2 separate regions of the Mus musculus genome follow, and region 2 is linked to region 1. Evidence: chromatin contacts called from public HiChIP or PLAC-seq data. All regions are on one chromosome and are shown on one strand. Each heading gives the region's core, a stretch centred on a gene start, on an enhancer-like site or on the middle of the called end of the contact. The rest is flanking DNA. Distances are from core to core; before and after follow the strand shown.

Evidence for each region. HiChIP or PLAC-seq counts read pairs in DNA pulled down with a chosen protein or histone mark.
Region 2: a contact with region 1 is called in an H3K4me3 HiChIP or PLAC-seq map of bone marrow-derived macrophages, with 3 times the contacts expected there. The contact joins two enhancer-like sites. A contact is called at or near these places in 3 of 115 datasets of contacts at active chromatin or transcription factors (bone marrow-derived macrophages, embryonic stem cells and pancreatic cancer cells).

What each region holds. Positions count from the first base shown.
Region 1 is chr6:51,382,693-51,385,733 of GRCm38.p6, reverse strand. All of the region lies in intron 1 of Gm6559 (predicted gene 6559), which reads right to left. Among named protein-coding and RNA genes, the nearest start is that of Gm6559, 4.5 kb to the right of the region's middle. Within about 2 kb of position 1,548, at least 50 of the 459 cell types and tissues checked have an H3K27ac peak or open chromatin away from gene starts, as enhancers often do. A contact at or near this core is called in bone marrow-derived macrophages, where this site is marked.
Region 2 is chr6:51,756,172-51,759,212 of GRCm38.p6, reverse strand. No RefSeq gene overlaps it. Among named protein-coding and RNA genes, the nearest start is that of Gm38811, 46 kb to the right of the region's middle. Within about 2 kb of position 1,497, at least 20 of the 459 cell types and tissues checked have an H3K27ac peak or open chromatin away from gene starts, as enhancers often do. A contact at or near this core is called in bone marrow-derived macrophages, where this site is marked.

The DNA of each region.
Region 1 (3,041 bases), core at 299-2,798:
CTACTGTATCAGAGATCCTGAATGAGCAGGTTTCCCAGAAGAGCTGGGCCGGAGGAAAAGCCAGCCTGGGCTATGTAGAGAGACCCCTGTCTTAAACAAACAAGCTAATGAAGTAATGTCCCAGCAAGCTTGGACCTACTTGGGTGTAAGGAATGCCATTTCCCTAGGCCCATATGGATATGCTGAAAACTGGGTCTAAATAAACATATATTATCATATGGGGTGGGGCGGCTCAGCAAATAGTACTGACTCTTTTCTGGATTTTTAAGTTTGGAGTTCTAGAGGAGCAGATATGACGGGAAAGGCCAGGATCTCTGTTTCACACAGTGGGTTCTTTAAATGTAAGCTCAGTCCATCACAAGCTTAAATGCTGTCTTCGGTATCTTTCCCACCCCTAGGACTTCCAGAAGGAGACGTTTGACCTCTGCTCAGGACGGGCTTTCTGAGTTCTTCACAGAAGGGGTCCATTCATCCTGTGCACCAGATGGCAGACTTCATCTCTGGAATTCATCTGCTTTCTAGGCTCATGTTGCCAATTCATGAACGTGACTTACAAGGAGGGTTAGAGATAGGCTTAGCGTTGGTTTTGCTTTGTTCTGTTCTGTTCATTTTATTCGAATGTTTTATTGTGATAAAAAATACATAACATGGACTAGAGAGATGGTATAGCCATTAAAAGCTAGGCTCTCAGCCGGGCGTGGTGGCGTACCCCTTTAATCCCAGCACTCGGGAGGCAGAGGCAGGCAAATTTCTGAGTTCGAGGCCAGCCTGGTCTACAGAGTGAGTTCCAGGATAGCCAGGGCTACACAGAGAAACCCTGTCTTGAAAAAAAAAAACAAACAAACAAACAAAACCAAAACCAAACACAAACAAACCCAAAAGCTAGGCTCTCACAACCAACTCTTTAAAATGCAGATACCATAAAATTTATCATTTTAACCATTTTAGTGCACAGTTTAGTGGTGTTAAAGGCACCCCACGTTCAATACCAATAACTCTTTTTATATTTTTTTCCTGATCTTTTTACTAGATATATTCTTTATTTACGTTTCAAATGTTATTCCCATTCCTGGTTTCCCCTCTGAGAACCTGCTATCCCCTCCCCCGTCTCCCTGCTCACCAGCCCACCCCCTCCCGCTTCCTGGCCCTGGCATTCCCTTGTATTGGGGCATAGAACCTTCACAGGACCAACGGCTTCTCCTCCTATTGATGACCGACAAGGCCATCCTCTGCTACATATGCGGCTGGAGCCAACTCTTTTTATCTTATAAAACGAAAACTCAACTTCCTCATCTCAGCCCCTGCAGCTACCAGTGTGAGCTTGGTTTTATATGGTTCCCTGGAAATTACAATATGACATGTCAATACAGTTTTTTTTTTTTTTTTTTTTTAGGGAATACGGGCATAATTTCACTATATTTCTCCACTTAAAAAATTGAGGAAGGAATTTCTTTGTCTCGGACCAAATTAAAGTCCCTCGGGGACAAGCTTGAGAGCGGGTTGGTCGTCTTTAACTGCACGCGGAGCGTCGGAGCAACTTGGCCAAGAACAAAGAGCCCTGTTCACGTAGGCAAAACAGCGACACCTGCTGATCGATCGCAGAATTACTTTTCAGACAGATTGCTGAGGGTTTTTTTTTTTTTTTTTTTTTTCCTGTCTCACTGTGTACTGGCTTCTATTTGGAAAAGCTGTTGTCTAATCATAGACTATGAATGTTATTTGTTCGAGTCAACTCTGGGATTAGGCACACGGTAGCCAGGCAGGTGCTGGTGCTCTCTCAGGTCTGGTTCACAGCAGGTGGGCGGGCATGTGTGAGCTGCTTGTCCTGACCTGGAGCTTCACCAGCTTCTCTGTGACTGCCAGCTTCTCTCCTTCCACTCTGTAGGGAAAATGTCTCTACCGATCCCTGACCCTGTTCACACTAACCCCCTTTCATAATGTCTTAGAAAAAAAGAGAGACTTTCGTTGCAACCTCACTCCTTAAGTGGCCTAGGAAGGAAGAACGTGCGAATCTTTCTCTTTGATTGCCCTGCCTTTAATTAAATTACACCTGCACGTTCTATATATGCACACACACTGTGACTTACATATATGATCCTTAAGGAGAGGCCCAGGATATATTTAAATCCTAATCTTACCTGATATGTCCCTAGCACGTTCCCAGCCTCATGTGTTTTTGTTACTCAAGCTTGCTGACAGAGGGAAACCTCCTGAGCTCCTGCTATGGTGGGTATGAAACACTCCCTCTCCCAAGTGGTTTCCAAGTCGGGTTGGGTTGTGAACTCTGCCACCCTCTTTTCCCTTCCCCAATTGAATCAGAATTTCTGGAGTTAGGACTCAGGAACCTGGATGCGTGATAAGCACCCAGGTGATTCCTCTGCTGCATTGCCAAGGATAACCTTGAACTCTGTGTGTGTGTGTGTGTGTGTGTGTGTGTGTGTGTGTGTGTGTGTGTATGAGAGAGAGAGAGAGAGAGAGAGAGAGAGAGCACAAGCGAGAGAAACAGAGAGAGAGAGGGAGAGAGAGAGAGAGAGAGAGAGAGAGAGCATGCTTACAGCAAGTGGAGGTTGAAGGACAGATGGAAATTGATGCTGGTCCTTACATTCTTCTTGTTCCACAGAGGGTCTCTTTGCTGGCTTCTGTTGGGTGAGCTGGACTGGCTGATTGATTCTTGGCTTCCCCTCCTGCCACAGATGAGTGCTACTGCTCTGAGCTTCAGGTGGCTTCTGGGGTTTGGATTCAATTCCTCCCTGGCAGACACTTTACCCACGGAGCACCCACTTTCCCACCCCCCGACCTTGAACTTCTGCTCCTCCTGCCTCCACTTCCGGAGCGTGGGGATTGGATACCTGCGTGCCTTTTCTCGTGGTGCTGGAATTGCAGACCAAGGCTTTGAGCATGACAAATCACCAGTCTCTTGAATCATAGCTTGAGCTATGCTGAGACTTGGGGTATATGCAAAGACACATACACAAATATGTCCCGGAAACAATTGTATGTTTTGACCGCTGATACTTTGTCTTCTATCTCATCAAAAGACT
Region 2 (3,041 bases), core at 248-2,747, 370 kb before region 1:
ATTTCACCATTTACACCCCACAACCCTGGCATATTTAATAAGATAAGCCAACTATCTACTTCATGACATCAATCTGTGAAGAAGTCAATCTTAGATGTGCTGTAGAAGAAAGGACAAGATGCCCACAGTCTTCACTTCCTTTCTTGGGTCCACAACTAAAAGTTTCTGTACCTTTTCTTGTAGTTAGAGTTGGCCATGTGACAGAATCTCAGCCCTTGGAAAGTAGCCAAACTTGGAAAATTAAAATCATGTCCTTGGTTAGAAAGTGAGTGAGTCTGAGATCCCTAGAGGGCGATGAAGACCCAAGTGAGAGGGCACCAGGGTCCCTAGCACTATGTGGAAGCCTGCCTCAGACCCACGCCCATTATAGGACTGTAATTGGGTTGTAATGGAGAAATTGTATGCTATACTCTTAGACCGAGAGATGTGCAAGGCCTGGGCTCTGTTCACCTGTGAGGTCTGATTGCTAATTTTGAAGGATGTTGCAGACATCCTTGTTATACATGATCATGATTACATTGTTGTTGTTGTTGTTTTTTAAGTATTGATTATCTAGAACTCATACCATTCTAATCATTTTACTGGATTTTACTATTAAGTACTCTTAAGGTCACATTCAAGGAACTAGGGTATACTGTGGGTTTTAACAAGCATAGCGTTCCATCTTTGTATGCAACAATGACACACTGATAGCTTAAAATCAATCACAGTGGTAGTATTTACACTATGGTAGTTGGCAAGCCTTGCAAACGACAATCCTCTCCACTGAAAAGGTTAAATATTCGCCAGTACATCAATTTAAGATTTACCATGTATGAAAGCAAATGTTCTCCAATACACTGGCTCTAGAGGACGAGGACATAATGAGTAAATTCACCTGGCTAGACGTCCCTGGGCATGAGGAAGAGTGGACCACAAGCCCCAGAAACAGCCAGTGCCCCGGCAGTCAGCGTGCCCGAATGTGACTTTATATACTCCTTGCTAATTTTCCTAACGCTAGATTACCGTGACAGAGGCACGGTCATTGGTATTGCCTGCTTTCCCATGGTTTGAGTGACTGTGAGTGAGAGTGGAAATAAGTGGGTTTCCACCTATAGCCCTCACCTAAATCAAGGGAGGGAATTTCTCCATGTCTTAACTCTCAACAAAAACATATCTTTTTTGCCTCAGCCTCAGAACTGGACTTACACAGAGAGCAGAGAAGCCAAGAAGGTTGGGAAGGTTGGCCACGGGGCCAAGGCAAGTCCTGGTCTGCAGGTGTGGGGACAGCAGGCTTTGGGCCAGAGCCTGATCCACAGTGTTTGGAATTCACCGGGTTTGCACATGGCAAAATGATCCAAATAATTATCCTTTGTGGAAGCCATAATATTTCACTTAGAGGAAGGCAGTGGGATCCTTGGGCAGCTCGGCCCTCCTCCACAGGATATAAACTGCTCAAGTAGACCCCAGAGTGCAGGGCCATTTGCGAGCGACATCGCACAATTCACAGGATGTTTCCTTGCAGACACTGAATGAACTAATTCTGCTAATAGAGTATTTGATTTAATGGCACATTAAAGGGGAAAGGGGAGCGCAGAACACATCCTTCAGTTCCATGGCTGATGGGTTACTGTAGATATCATAGGCGAGGGAGCCAAATTCTCCCCTGCCTCTGCAGCAGAGGCCGGTCATTTTGCAAGTCAGGTTTGGCTCAGTAACCTGGAGTAAAAAAAAAAAAAAAAACCTAAGTTCCTTGGGCTCTGTACAGAAGTTCAAATGCCTTGGAAGTCGCTCAGCCCTATTTACTACAAAATGAATCATCGAAACTTGCCACATCATGCCACAATAGGAACAAATCAAAAGGATCCAAGGCCACCTAAGGACATCAAGATTCTCTTCTGAGTCATTTGGTTTTGGTCTTTAGCCCTTCAGTCCCCTCCTGCCATTGCTAAGGCTCCTGGTGTGCCTGGCTCTGCTCCCAGCTGTTTACATATGTCCCTGGGTTCAGTCCCATTCTGTGGTGTCCCCTGGGTGTGGAGTGCTGTTGACATCCTATTTTTTAGACGAGGAATCTGATGGGTGGAGAGGTGAGGCACAAGAGTGATTTCAGTTGAGGTCCTGCTGACCCCAGAGGCTGGGCTAAAAGGATCCTTCCAAAGGGCCTTCTTCTCAGCTCTGTGCTGCAGAACTTACCAGTGTCATCGCTGAGAGATTAAAAAAAAATCTCAAATAAGATAGATAGATTAGATATTTCAATTTTTCCATTTCAATTCAGTCATTCAATTTCTAGAACTTGCTTACCTAAAACAACCTAATGTGAATTTCAAGGTTTTTTTTTTCCTCATGAAAACATTGTTATCTATCACCCTCCCAACCCTAAGAGTCAGGTCTCAGCACTAATTAGAGAAAATAGCAAAACTATCGTTCACTTGGTTGGTTTATTCTGTAGCTGCTCAGAGCCCCTCCCGTGCTTTCTCCTCATCAGCTGCAGGGTTGATACTGCAGGCTGATCCAGGGCAATCCCCTCAGAGGGCTTTCCTACAGACATGAGCTGACCTCCGTGTGTGTCCCACCACATCCATCATGGGCTGTCAGGCCTGGATCACCTCTAGCTCTGTAGCCTATACCTCCCTCTGACCTGTACTGCATATACAGGCTATTATCCTTCCTGGCAGACTCTTCAGGATTTGCACAGGTTACCCCTCCATCCTGAGAAGTTGTAATTCTCAAATCTTGCTATTTCATAGCTAGCGCGGTGTCAGTTTCTCCAGTCAGTCACACTGAAGGCTCGACCTCCCTGTGCTAGGCTAGGGATCACTTCTTGCTGAATTTACTTCCACCATGGCACTTGTCACACCCTGGGCAGGGATGAAGTTCTAAGTACCAGCTTATCCTCAGTACCTGGCACAGAGACTCATCCTGAATGGATAATAGAATCACTCCAAACAACTAAGTTGGTCAGTGGTGGAGTAGGCATGAAGGCTTCTGGCCAATCAACACTTGCAGGCCAGATGATTGACTATGTAGATGGCCAAAAGGGTGAGTGGACACACTGAGACACA